Regions from separate parts of the Sus scrofa genome. Here region 1 is linked to region 2. A link is a contact called in public promoter capture Hi-C data. All regions are on one chromosome and are shown on one strand. Each heading gives the region's core, a stretch centred on a gene start, on an enhancer-like site or on the middle of the called end of the contact. The rest is flanking DNA. Distances are from core to core; before and after follow the strand shown. Region 1 holds the start of ARMC7 (armadillo repeat containing 7). Region 2 holds the start of LOC100521680 (histone H3.3).

Region 1 (6,603 bases), core at 821-3,320, 550 kb after region 2:
ATCTTTGCACTTCTTCTAAAATACAAAGTTTGCTTAAGGAGAGACAGAGAGAGGAGTTCTGGCTGTGGTGCAGAAGGATCAGTGGCATCTCTGGAGGACTAAAACGTGGGTTCAATCCCCAGCCTGGCACAATGAGATAAGGATTGGGTGCTACCACAGCTGCGGTGTACGTTGAAACTGTGGCTCAGATCCGATCCCTGGCCAGCGAACCCCATATGCCAAGAGGCGGCCAAAAAGAAAGAAAGAAAGAAAAAAAAAAAAGAGAGAGAGGTTGAGAGCTAAGGATCATAACAACCACGTTAAGTGCGTGGATCCTGGCGTGCATTCTGGTTTAAACAAAGCAAAAAAAATTGCATCCTTCCGGTAACTATAAAGAAATTTGCATGACTGGGTATTTGGTGATAATCTACGTTGATAAGATTCCTCTCACTATACAGAAAAATGTTTCTTCAAAGATACACGTGGGAGTTCCCTTCATGGCTCAGCGGTTAGCGAACCTGACTAGCAACCATGAGGACGCGGTTCAATCCCTGACCTCAATCAGTGGGTTGAGGATCCCACGTTGCAGGGAGCTGTGGTGTGGGTCACAGATATGGCTCGGATCCTGTGATGCTGGATGCTGTGGCCGGGAGCTATAGCTCTGATTCGACCCCTAGCCTGGAACCACCATATGCCCTAAAAAGACAACAACAACGAAACAAAGATACATGCTGAACAACGAACGTCTGTCCTCAGAATCAACAAACTCTTTCCTACCACCTAGCTCTGAGTCAGGAGCTGCCTCGAGCTCTTGGACCTCATTTGGTACCTCTCTCAGCTTCATTCACCACAGTCCCACCACATCAGCCTTTCCTTCTGCCTCCTCCCGCTTAAGGGTCTGGGCCCATGCTGTGCCTCTGCCGAGACCGCCTTCCCACGATGGCCAAAACAAAAGGAGTGTCTACCTCCCCTTGCTCCACCTCATCAGCCTGTTTATTTTCTTCAGAGCCTCAGCTTTTGTTCAAACACCTGTCTCCCTCTACCAGAGTGTAAATTCCTCGAGGGCAAAGACCTTTTCCCCAACCTGCTTGCCATCTTCCCAGCATTTAGAACAATACCTTAATCACACAGTACATGCCCCATAATACCTGTCCAGCGAATAGTTCGATAGGTCCTAGGCATAAGCCATTCCAAGTCACCTCTACTTCTCTGGATATTAAAACATGAAGATAAAGCTGTTTAAAAAGAGCACTCCACTCCCCCCTCCCGACCGCACCGGCCTTCAATCCATTTCCTCATTTATGCACACACCTGTAAGCAAGCAGCGCAGACAGGCACGCAGAATGAGTGCTTCGCAGCTGAGGGACTGCTTAAGATTCCTTTCTCCCAAACTCACTTCTAACTCACTGACCTCATTAAAGCCCATCAGGCATCTAGGAGTTGCACCCCATCCTTACCAATAGCAAACTCCACCAGGGTTTCATTCTCTTCCGACAGTGAATCGAGGAATAAATCCAGGACCTGCAGCTGCCGCAGATACTGGTAATTACTGGGGTCATAGGCGAAGTTAGCGAGGTTGGCCAGTACTTGCTCCTTGGCGTCTGCAGTGGAAAAGCAGCATTGGAACCAGGTCTGGGGCGGCGGCGGTGGCCGGACCCCTGCCCCCGCCCTGCTCCCCCCGCCGCCGCTCTCACCTTGGCTCTCTGTCTCCTGGAATTCCGTGACCAGCGCCTGAAGATATCCTAGCCGGCCGACGTGAGGGTCTACCTTCGGCTTCTGGGCCATGGTCGGGCGGCGGAGGGCCCCCGAGGGAACGGCAGGTGTGTGGAAGGTGAGGCCGGAAAGCGGGGCGAGAATCTTACCCGGGTCTCCACCGGCCCGGGGAGGGGAGGACTGGGGCGGGAAACGGGCTCCTCTCCTGGCTTTAGGCTCTGCGGTAATTTGCAGCTGAAACTGGGGTGTGGGAAATGGGATGGGGATTCAGGACTCCGTAAGAGTTAGGAGTGGAAAATCTAAGGACGGGCGCAGGAGACAAGCACACAACCGCCCGCTGTGGAAGAGAGGAGCAGGAGCAGCGCCCGGCAGAGCTCGGTTTTCTTCCAGGTTCCGGATTTCCGGGAGAAGCCGCGCCTAGTCCCGCCCCTGGGCGGAAGGGGCGGGTCGAAGGGGGCGAGGGGCGGGGCCCTCGCAGAGCTTAGAGGGCTTGCGCGGAACGCTTGCTGCTTCTCAGCTCCAGATGAGGGCGATCCGCCTGGCTGGCGATCCGCCTGGCCGGCGATCCTGGAAGGTTGTGGAAGCACTGAGGAGCGCGGCCAGAGCCTTTAAGAGCTTAGAGGTGGCGGGGGTGTAGGGACACCCACGGGAGAACTGTCGAGGCAGAAGCACTTCCAGATACTTCTGCACTTGAGGGGGGCGCAGCCCAGCCTTCTGGAGCAAGGGACGCTCCTCTGGAACTCGGGTGTCTGTCCTCTGCAACTCTGGCTCCCAGTGTCCTCCATGTAGGTCCTTTAACACTACCTTGTGGCCGGCTTTTCCTGGCACCCTCTGCTTCCCAAACTCGTGCTAAGTCTGCCACCTCTGGCCAGAAACCTCAGGAACTGGGTAATGTCCTAAGGCATTTTGTCAGCCAAGTGGACGGGGAGCACCAGGGGCAGCACCATCAGGCCCTAGAAGGAGCCTCAGTGCACCGCTCTGGCGGCTTTCTGGGTTGTGGAGCCAGACAGACCTCACAGGCGCAGAGGACAGAGCACCAGGGAGGAAGGTGGCTTCTCGCACTCTAGTCATGCTTGAAAATGGGTGGATAAAAGAGGCTTGGGCTGTGCGCTATTTTGTTTTGCTTTTAAGAAAAAATTTCTTTTTGCGTTTATTTGCTTTTTTTTAATTTTAGGGCCGCACCCGAGGCATATGGAGTTTCCCAGGCTAGGGGTCCAATCAGGGCTACAGCTGCCAGCCTACACCACAGCCCCAGCAAAGCAGGATCTGAGCTGCATCTGCAACCTACACCACAGCTCTCTGCAACGCCAGATCCTTAACCCACTGAGCAAGGGCAGGGATGGAACCTGAAACCTCATAGTTCCTAGTTGGATTCATTTCTGCTGCGCCATGAGGGGAACTCCCAAGCTGGCTTTTTTTTTTTTTTTTTTGGATGGAACCTGCACCACAGCAGCAACCCAAGCCATGACAACACTGGGTCATTAACTAGCTGAGCCACTAGGGAACTCTTCTGTGAGCTTCCTGAGGGCAAGGGCCATGGGCCTTTGGCCCTGGGCCTGGCATGAGGGCAGAGTGGCTGCCATACTCCAGCCTGCCACAGCCCCACTGGGAGCCCCTCTGTGGTCTCAGGTCCTTGTGATAAGCCCCTGCCCTATGCACACACCCCAGGCCAAGAGTTTTGACCGTAGTCTGGATGCTTGGGCCCCCGCTCCTTCTTGAAGGGTGGTGGTCCCAGGCCCCTCAGCTTGTGAAGGGAGCTGATGCGGCCCAGAGAAGTGCATGTTAGCCCAGGGCGGCCAAGGGGGCTTCTCTGCTTCTGGCTGGACAGAGGAGTAAAGGCCTGGGAACAGTGGGCTTCACCCTATGCAGGTTAGGAACGGCTCTGCCCACTCTCTAAAAGAATCCCAGATCAGCTAAGAGTGAATTCTGGAATCAGATAGAAACTTCCACCATCACTTGTCCCCTCCTAAGGCTTCAGGGGCCCTCATCTTTGGGGAAGAATTCTTAGTCCTTGGTTTTGTGCTGAGGGCAGCGATCTGGTCTTACTCCTCTCAGCCCAGTTCCTGACACACAGTAGATGCTCAATAATATTTGTGGGAGGAATTCTGCCCAGAGATTATTGCCACTCTTGCCCAGCGGGCAGAGAAGGTGGAAGTTTCCTATGCTAAATATTTACTGATCTCTTTTTTCTTTGAAACAAGTTTTCAAGAAATGGGCCTAACGGGACGCAAGTTTCAAAGCCTTGCAGCTACTAGCACCGGAAGCATTCATCTACCAGTCCCAGCGCGCTCTCTTTCCATTGAGATGGAGAGGAGACAGGACCTGGTGAAATGTGTCCAGCGGTGCATTCTCCCTTCAGTGCTCAAGCTGTGGACAGTGACCATGTACAGGACAGGGATGGGAACAGGGACACCATGGGTCTTCAGGGTCAGACCTTTCAAACTGGAAGAGACTTTAGCTTTTCAAGGCCCAGGGATGGTGAACAATTTGCCCAAAGTCACACAGCAAATTGTGGCAGAGTCAAACTTGAATTCCACGCTCTATCCCAGCCCAGAGCCCTTTGCTTCATTTCTATACTACTGCCTTTGGCCAGAAGGGGGCACTCATGGGTCCTGGAGAAGGATGTTCCCAAGGACATTTACTTGTGCCAGCTGGAGCGCGCAGGAGGAAGGCAGGAGTTGGGTCACAGAAGAAAATCGATTCTCCTGATAAGGTTTTCTTGTTGGAGCCTGGGTGCACTTGAATCAACAAACAAGGTCCTGGGTGAGAGTAGCCCTGAAGGGGGACGAGGAAAAACTGACTCCAGGCCTATTTTCCAACTTCAGGGGTCACAGGGTTTATTACCTGCTGCGGAAAATGTTTTCGTGTGCAATGCAAACAAACCTTGTTTTTCATTCCCTCAGTTGGTCAGTATTCTGTTGGGACAAGTCTGGGCTGATGGCAGCCAGCCCTCAGGTGATGACCTCGGGGAAGGCACCAGCCCAGAAAGCATATGGGAGAAGCTGTGACCTCCAGGCCAGCAGCACAAGCCAATGGGGAGCAGGGGTGGCTTGGCAGTAGGCCCAGCCGGCTACTTACCCCTGGGTTGACATCTCTGACACAGCAGGGGGAACAGGATGACAGGAGGGGCTGAGAAAGGGATTCTGCTGCTAAAGCAGCTCCATTTTCAGAGGTCCTGGGGCCCTGCCCTGATTTCTGCCATACCCAAACTCCTCTTCCCAGCCAAGATACAGGTTGGGGCCAAGGAAGGAGGAGACCCTAGGGCAGACGCCACTCATTCTGGGACCCCAGCCAGGGGTCCCTGCACAGATGCCAGGACAGGTACTCCAGCAACATTTAATCTGTCCAAATCCTGCATCCAGGTTGGCCCTTCAGCCTGGCCCCCAGCACCGTGACTCAATTGCTCACAGGTCCTTCTTCCTAAGGTTCCAGCCAGCACGAGGCTGAGGCCTAGCAATCTGTGCTGGGGGCAGCTGTCAGGCAGAGGTGGGGCCAGCTGGGAAGGGGTGGGGGACTCGGGGGAAGGGTAGGCTCTTTGGCATTGTCTGGAGGGTGAAGGACAAAGAGATCACATCGGAGGCATCCAGGCTGGACTTGAAGGTCCAGTGTGTTGAGCTGTAGCAGCAGCGGTAGGCAGCCAGCTGAGCCGGGCCGGCTGTGACAGACCCGAGCCAGGCTCAGACCCACTGTCCCAGGCCCCAGGTACTCTGGTGCCCAAGGAAAAAGCCAGGAGGACCCGCTCCTGGAGTATGGAAGGTTTTTTTGGAGGTCAGCCTCTGGGGGCCCAGCTCCTGGCTGAGTCCAGACGTGCAGAGCCCGGGTGGCCTTTGGTTCAGGCTTCCTGGGCAGCCCTTCACCCCAGCCCCTGGCCAAGCAGCCAGACACCCCATTCCCGGGCTGAGGCAGGACCCCCTGACTTCGGAGCAGATTCTGGTCACACGTGTGAGTGACCCCGGGGCTCAGACGCTGGTCACATACATGATCTCCAGGCGTGGCTGCTTCTTGGGACCGTCTGTGTCCCCCCCAGCGAGGCCCTGCTCTTTAGTGGCCTCCGGGAGGGCCTCTTCGGTCTCAGCCCTCTGGCGGTGCCTCTCCTTCTTCCCCAGAGCCCAGAAGCTGCCACCCATGAAGAGGGCGGCAGAGATGAGGAAGAAACTCGACATGTAGAAAACGTAGCTGAAGTTGGTGGTGGTGTCCAGGAGGAGTCCTGGGGGACAGAGAGAAAGTTAGGCCACTGCCTGGGGCTACAAGGCCTCCCCTGATCCCCACTGATCTGTGAGCCCTGTGACCTCAGGGGGTTTGTGTCTTGGCTGCACCCCTGGTACCAGGACCTGTGGCTGGCATCCGGTAGGCCCTCGATGGGTGTTTGTTGAATAATAAAGAAGGCAACACTAAACCAGTCCTGGCCCGGGTCAGGGAGAGTCCTTGGGCTGAAAATGCATTTAAGGTCATGTCTCCCTCACCCTTGGTGGCAGGAAGCCAAGGACTCAAGGGCCAGTGGCGCTAAGATATCTGCTCAGCCACACCCCAGCCGCCCGTACCCCCCCCCTGGAGAGCTCCCTTGGAAACTGGGACTTCCAGGGCCACCCTTGGAGTCCCCACCGTCCTAGTGAACTAACCACCGGCCTGTTGACTCCCGCACCCCCACCCCCACCCACAGCCATGGGCTTCACAAGCCTTCCCCTTTACCCTGAATGCCACACTCTCAGCTGCCCAGTGAGTCCCCTCCCGGCACAAATCACCATCGTGATCACAAAGGGGCCCCTTTGCTTTAACCCCCAACTCTCACCAGAAGGTGAGCCCCGAATGGGGGGACTAGAACTCTGTATTCAGCCCTGCCCACCCCGCTATCTGTGTGGGTGTATCGATGGTTATGCCAGGTGTGATGACGCTGTGGCTCAGAGAAGGAAA
Region 2 (7,271 bases), core at 4,389-6,888:
ATTACTAAAAACGTAAAATTTTACTGAAAGACATGGTCTGAGCAACCAGAGATTAAAAATAAGCTCCAACTAGGTGAGGTTGGCAGAAGACCATACTGCTGCCTGACCATACCACTCCCCTCATCACTGAATTCTTCTAACACCAAGGGAAGGATTGCAGAAAGAACTCCAGCACCAAACAAGGGCCACATTAGAAAAGTTACAGGTGGCATGAGTCAGACTGAAGTCAATAAAGTTTCAGATGATTTCAATCGATAGCAGAGAATCTCGCAAGGAAACCAATACACTTCCTTAAACCCTCTTTGCCTTATTCCAGAAGAGTTTCCCACTCACAGAGTCTGACTTCTGTGAGTGACGAACGAGAGCTCCCCTGTGGACTTCTAGTTCTTTCTATTCCAACACACGCTTCTTGCTCTGGGTCACCAGACAGCATTACTGTGTGCCCCTTAACGGTTGTTCAACTCCCACATTCCAAATCTCCGGCCAGATTGAGGTACACTTGGGGATCCTTCCAAACATGCACACATTTTGGCAGCCCAAGGAGATGCGAGGCAAAGAGCATCAGGGAAAATGGAAACCCAACATTCTGCTTAAAGGGAGGGTCTGCCTTCTTCACCTTTCTTTCTCATCAAGTACCTAGCACTAGGGAGTTGCTTGAAGTGCCCTGAAAGGAAATAAAAAGACGAAAGGGACCTACATTTAGACACAAGCAGATTCCCAGGAAGAGGTTTTCCATCTTACTGGACTCTTGCAGTGTCAGCATTTGGGGGTCCCTCTGAGGCCACAGCTGGGTTGGGCCTGAGAACATATTCGGACCCCATCACCTTCGGGATCCCTGACTTGGCCTGGGTCAAATGTTTTTAAGTAAATTCCAGCCAAAGTGGACAACACTTGGGCCTTAGGGACGCACAAGGCCTCCTGTGCACAGAACACAGGTCGCCTAACAGAACTTCACGCTAGTGGTCATTCATAGGCCGTTCTAGGGCTGGCCCCTTAGGAACGCATCCTGGTCGCGTCTTGGACTTCTTATCCCCCCCGAGAGTGCCTGGGACTGTGGTTTTATGGCCTGAGAACCAGTTAGGCCTCGAAGGCCAGGCCTGAGATGTGTGCACTCTGCGCCGCGAGCTCCCTCCTTCCCCACTTGCGGCGGGACTGGGTTTCCCGCCCCACAGCCCGACCAAAGGTTGGTGGCAGTTGGAGGCAGTTGGGACCGGCCCTAGCAGGTTGGAACCGGTCTGGGCCGGGACGGAGGAAAGGGGGGAGGGAGAGGCCGCCTCGCGCTCTCCCTGCGCGCGTGACTCACGCTGGCCGCTGACGTCAGGCGTGCGCGCGCGGCGGGGGGGGGGGCTCTACGTACGTGTAGTGCTGCGGTTTCTCGGGCTGTGCCTGCAGCACCTGAGCGGTAGCGGCCGGGGGCGCCGAGGAAGCTGCGGAGCCGCCGGGCCCGGGGCCCTTCGACATGGTCCTGTCTTCCTGCCTCTTCGCCGCTCCCCTTTTATTATTCAGTCTGCGCGGTCCGCGCCGAGGCACTAGTGCGCCTGCGCCGCGCCACGAGAACGTGAAGACCCCCCGCACGGCAGCGAGGGTTGCTGGGAGTTGTAGTCCTGGGTCAGGCTGGAATTTTACCGTCCGCCGAGGGTTGCTGCCAAAGGAACGGACCACAATACCCAGAGAGCCTTGCAGACGGTATCCCGGATGCTGAGGGCCCGAGACGGTTTCTGGGGATTGCAGTCTCGCCCTGTCTCTCCTTAACAGCCGGTTTCCCCGTTCGTGGGGGAACCTTTGCCTGAAACTGGAGCACCTGGAGTAGAAGAGGCCCAGAGCTAGGGAGGGCTTAACGACTGCAGTGAAACAGTTCCAAGTGTAATTCCACGGCCAACAGTGTAATAATTATCTCGCCTCCATACTTAGCAAAGCTTGGGCTCGGTTCTGATGCCGCCCTGAGCAATGGGCCTTTGAGCTTCAGGCACCTGGACTCTGCCAACATCCTCGCTCGTTCAGCGGGAACAAGCTGAAAATCATAAGGGAAAGTCGGCCTGCTGGAAGTCAGCGTGAGAAAGCTCTGCTAACGAAGAGCTACACAACCCAGTACTCTGTTCCTGCGCCTTTGCTCAGGCGCTCCATACACCTTTACGAGCTCTGAAACCTGGAACTCCACGGTTTCAGTCCTTTCTCAGCTCGACACTTGGCCTGACCAATTTGTTTCCAGTACGTTAAGGGCCAAGGACGAACTTAATCTCCATCTAGCATAGTCTCAGGTGCACTGGCAAGTTGCAGGGGGCTTCGAGAAGCATCACAGTGTCCAGAGGAAGGGCCTGGGTTTGAGTCAGGAGTGCGATTTATTATAATTTACCCTAGTTTCCTGCTCTGAATGCCAGCCTTTCTACTTGGGAAAATGTCTCCTCCCCGCTTCCCTCCAGTCAGATGAAGTTCTTCATAGATACTTGAAACTTACCATCTTAACTTTGTTTTCCTTATTTAATCTATTTAAAGACATTGTTTTAAAGACTGATTTGTATCTTATTAAGTAACATTAACTCATGCTAATCTCGTAAAAGAAACACATTCCCAGTAACCTTAGGGGCAAAGCAGGAAGGGGTGAATGTAAAAGTGTTAATATGCAGGACTGACACATGCCTATTTTATTTAGTTCCAAGTAACCACATCAGAAGCCAAATTGTCAGCCTACAAAGCTGAGAAACGAGTATTTCTTAAACAGGCCAAATCAATTGTTTCACCACTAGGGGCGTTTGAAGATGAAAAATTCCAAAAGGAGAAACAAGTTGAGGTGTATTGCTTTAATCCTATTAAATGCAGATAATTGGCTTATCTGTTATTCCCCCCACCCCACCCCACCCCGAATACCCAAGTGTGATTTGAATGGAGAAAGATAGTTCAGACGGCTGGATTTTAAATGTGTGTGTACCATGAACTTCAGAATAAGAGTGTACGGGTAGAATTGGGAGATGATATCATCCAAGCTGCTTAATTTACAGGAGAGGAAACCGAAACTCAGAGAGATTAAGTAACTTGCACCGAGTTTCTAAGTCTGTGACAGAACAGGAACTAGGACCGTAGCCAGATGCTGCATCCCATTCTGCATTGTTTGTATCAACATTTTCAGTTGCTCCCCATTTCCTGTGCTGCTTAGAAAAAACATAACCTGTATGACTGCCAAGTAAGGAGGACAAACTATTTCCACTCATCATCCTTAAATGACGAATGTGAATTCATACCTAGTTTCTCCCGAAGCAGTTTTAGTTCCTCTCTAAAAATTAGCAAAACTGAAGGTGGGCAGGTAACTAGACCATCTCTCTTGCAGAAAGCAAGGGATGAACCGGGTTTGGGATCTCCAAGAAAAGCCTTGGAACTCAAAATGGGTGTTAATTTAGGAGCCCGTTCCTTCTCCAGACCGTCTGAGCAGTCGAAAAAGATGACAAGGTATTTTTCTGGTTACATCCCAGGACATTTGACAGCTTTTTATGCAGGATGGAACCAGTACCCTGTTTCTGGGCTAAATTTACACAGGTTCTGAGAACAGGTGAAGAGTGTCCATCTTGGTTTCTCTATGTGGTCTGGCCTGAATGAAATAGCTTAATTTTTCCCCACCCTAAACTTTGAGCAGAAGGCAGAAACTAACATTGAATTATCGCATAAAAGTTTAAATATATGGAGAATTAAGTAAATATTGTGCAGTGTTATCATTGAGAGAGCTGAAATGAGAGGAATTTGGAACCAGAGTTTGGGCAGAAGGTGTTTTTGCCCTGCCTGCTTTTTCTTTTCTTTTTCTTTCTTTTTTTTTTTTTTTTTTAAGGGCCACACCTGCAGCCTATGGAGGTTCCCAGGCTAGGGGTCCAATTGGAGCTGTAGCTGCCAGCCGCAGCCACAGGAGCTGAGCCACATCTGTGACTCACACCACAGCTCACAGCAAAGCTGGATCCTTAACCCACTGAGCAAGGCCAGGGATCAAATTCACGTCCTCATGGATACTAGTAGGTTTTGTTAACCACTGAGTCATGATGGGAACTCCTGTGCCTGCTTTTTCAAATTGTGAATTTTTTCCCCCTCACTATTGATGGTGAAAGGGAGAACTTTGGTGTCACAAGTAAATTTTTGAGGTATTTGTATTCATGTACAGTAAGTCTCTAAGTTGAAATCTGCATGTACCTGGTTTTGCTGTTTTTTTTTTTTATTTCAATAACTTAAAATATTCAGTGAGCCCAGAGTAAGAACTGCAGGGTAGAATGTCCAAAGCTCTATTTCAATTTTCCGAGCTTTATTTGGCTGGTCTTAACCTTAAGCCTTCTTTGATATTTTATAAACTGAGACGTCTGTAGGCCTAAATATTAAAATCCATCCAAGACATTTAGGCAAAGGTAGGTATTACCACTTTTATACATTTGTCATGTTTCTTCAGAAGTAATACTTTCCAGGATATATTATTAAATACAAGGGCACTTATTTAATTGCCTTTATGGACATGCAAATGTTGTTTTAGAACTGAGTATTCTCTTTCTTGCTGTGGTCATTTTGTTCAGGTGAATTACATAATTTTAAAAATATGTTGCTTAGTAGGTTACTTCTTGTATATTGAAGTCACAAGGTTACTTCTTGTATATTGAAATCACAACGTATTTTGTGATGGTCTAAGAACTTATAAAAATCACTTGGCATTTGTTTCTTTTTTTTTTTTTTTTTTTTTTTTTTTTTTTTTTTGGTCTTTTTTGTCTTTTGTTGTTGTTGTTGTTGTTGCTGTTTCTTAGGCCGCTCCCGCGGCATATGGAGGTTCCCAGGCTAGGGGTTGAATCGGAGCTGAAGCCACCGGCCTACGCCAGAGCCACAGCAACGCGGGATCCGAGCCGCGTCTGCAACCTACACCACAGCTCACGGCAACGCCGGATCGTTAACCCACTGAGCAAGGACAGGGACCGAACCCGCAACCTCATGGTTCCTAGTCGGATTCGTTAACCACTGCGCCACGACGGGAACTCCTGGCATTTGTTTCTTTGTATCTATTATTTACTCATCCCCACCCCATCGAACGAAAGAACTGCTTTTTAGTTAAAATGTATATACCTGATACATAAAATACTTGTAAGATAACATAATTTACTGATTTCTAATTCTTATTTAAACTACGTACCTAACTATCACAATGTTAGTGAAAAGTAAATAATCACAGGGAACACATTTTAGTTTACATTGGAAGGTAGTTTACAAATTTTTCGTTAAAGTAACGTCTCCTCCTGCATTGTATTAGCTTGATGCAAATAAGCTATCCCATCCCGACTCTTAAGTCCTGATAGAGACCAGTACAATTCATTTGCATTGACTTTCTATTGTAGAGCTTTGGAACCAAGGGAAGGATCCAAACATAGCTCCATTTTATCCAATCAGAAGAGCCGCTTAGTGCCAACCTCTGATTCGTCCATTCCTCTTTGCATTCACCCAATCGTTAGGCCACTTTAACAGCCAATCAGTGGCCTAGACATCCGCCAATCAGGAAACGGGGCCGAAGCACGGCCTTTGTGTCGGGGGATGTCAGCGCGTCGGCGAAAGTGTCAGCCAATAGGAAAAGTCGTTGGTGTATGCAAATTAGGGTCCTATGACGCAGAGACGCAGCGTGAAGCGTGGGTATAAAAGCGGAGGCTTAGGGGGGGCCTGGAGCGCAGAGCGGTTTGGTCGTTCGTTGGAGTTGCTTCTTGCTTTGGTTCGGCGACTGCGGCTCTTCATTGGGCGGCGGGAGCGGCACGGCGGTGGGGGAAGCGGCCTCAGACTTCGCTGTTGGGTAAGTCTCGGCTTTGCCTGCGGCTTGAGGCCCTGCCGGCCGTTGATGCCGCGGGCCACGACCGTTGGGAGCTGAGTGCCGGCTGGTGCGGGCTGCTCTGACTGCTGCTGGCGACTCTGGGGTCGGGTGGTTTTCCCTTGGGGCTTCGCTCCGGAACCGCGTCTCCGCCTCTTTCCCGCTGGTGATTCAGAGGTCCCGACTCCGGGTTCCCGGCAGCTGGGCCTCCGCCCGTCGAGGAGGGGAAGTGACTCCTCCCCGCGCCCCCCCTCCCAGGGGAGGCTGCTGCTACTCGCCGCCTGAGTCATTAGGGGAGGGGGGGTGGAGGCGGCGGCCCTCGGCCATCTGCCGCCCGCCGTGGGGCGCAGGGAGGCGGGAGGGCAGGCGCGCCGGGCGTCCCGCCCTCTGCACGCTCGCCGTCTCACCCCGGGAGGCGAGCGTCGCGGCCCCCGAGTCACGGGTGTCTCCTGCAGGTAAAAGAAAATGGCCCGAACCAAGCAGACTGCTCGTAAGTCCACGGGTGGGAAAGCGCCCCGCAAACAGCTGGCCACTAAAGCTGCCAGGAAAAGCGCTCCCTCTACCGGCGGGGTGAAAAAACCTCATCGCTACAGGTAGGCAGCGCGGCAGGGAGACAATGACTCGGCGGGCGCGCCGCGAGTTGGACCCTCTGGCTGCTTGCTCGGTCCTGTCACTTAACTGGTGTCCCTTTACGCCCTTCCTGCTCGCTCCAGGCCCGGGACCGTCGCGCTTCGAGAAATCCGTCGTTACCAAAAGTCCACGGAGCTTCTGATCCGGAAGCTGCCCTTCCAGAGGTTGGTGAGGGAGATCGCCCAGGATTTCAAAACTGACTTGAGGTTCCAGAGCGCCGCCATTGGTGCGCTTCAGGTGAGACGGCGGTGGCAGGGGCGGAGGGCTGGCTTGTGTGCGGTGGTCCTTGGAGGGAGTTTAATGTGTGGCTCTTGTCCTCAACAGGAGGCTAGTGAAGCGTACCTGGTGGGTTTATTTGAAGATACCAATCTGTGTGCCATCCACGCTAAGAGAGTCACCATCATGCCCAAAGACATCCAGTTGGCTCGCCGGATACGGGGAGAGAGAGCTTAAGTGAAGGCAGTTTTTATGGTGTTTTGTAGTAAATTCTGTAAAATACTTTGGTTTAATTTGTGACTTTTTTTGTAAGAAATTGTTTATAATATGTTGCATTTGTACTTAAGTCATTCCATCTTTCACTCAGGATGAATGCGAAAAGTGACTGTTCACAGACCTCAGTGATGTGAGCACTGTTGCTCAGGAGTGACAAGTTGCTAATATGCAGAAGGGATGGGTGATATTTCTTGCTTCTCATGATGCATGTTTCTGTATGTTAATGACTTGTTGGGTAGCTATTAAGGTACTAGAATTGATAAATGTGTACAGGGTCCTTTTGCAATAAAACTGGTTATGACTTGATCCAAGTGTTTAACAATTGGGGCTGTTAAGTCTGACCATA

The links. Promoter capture Hi-C pulls out the DNA fragments that hold promoters and counts their contacts.
Region 1: a promoter capture Hi-C map of fetal liver shows a contact between it and region 2, with 2.1 times the contacts expected there. The contact joins the promoter of ARMC7 here to the promoter of LOC100521680 in region 2. A contact is called at or near these places in 1 of 5 promoter capture datasets (fetal liver) and 1 of 2 datasets of contacts at active chromatin or transcription factors (alveolar macrophages).

Annotation. Positions count from the first base shown.
Region 1 is chr12:6,181,012-6,187,614 of Sscrofa11.1, forward strand. It overlaps ARMC7 (armadillo repeat containing 7), which reads right to left and starts at 2,071. Exons shown (of 3, transcript NM_001243806.1): 1 at 1,674-2,071; 2 at 1,437-1,580. The coding sequence starts at 1,764. SLC16A5 (monocarboxylate transporter 6) reads right to left here. Exons shown (of 5, transcript XM_005668613.3): 5 at 4,504-5,899. The coding sequence ends at 5,652.
Region 2 is chr12:5,626,688-5,633,958 of Sscrofa11.1, forward strand. It overlaps LOC100521680 (histone H3.3), which reads left to right and starts at 5,639. Exons shown (of 4, transcript XM_003131194.4): 1 at 5,639-5,788; 2 at 6,259-6,396; 3 at 6,517-6,670; 4 at 6,758-7,271. The coding sequence starts at 6,269. The coding sequence ends at 6,886. It overlaps UNK (RING finger protein unkempt homolog), which reads right to left and starts at 1,562. Exons shown (of 15, transcript XM_021066619.1): 1 at 1,358-1,562. The coding sequence starts at 1,461.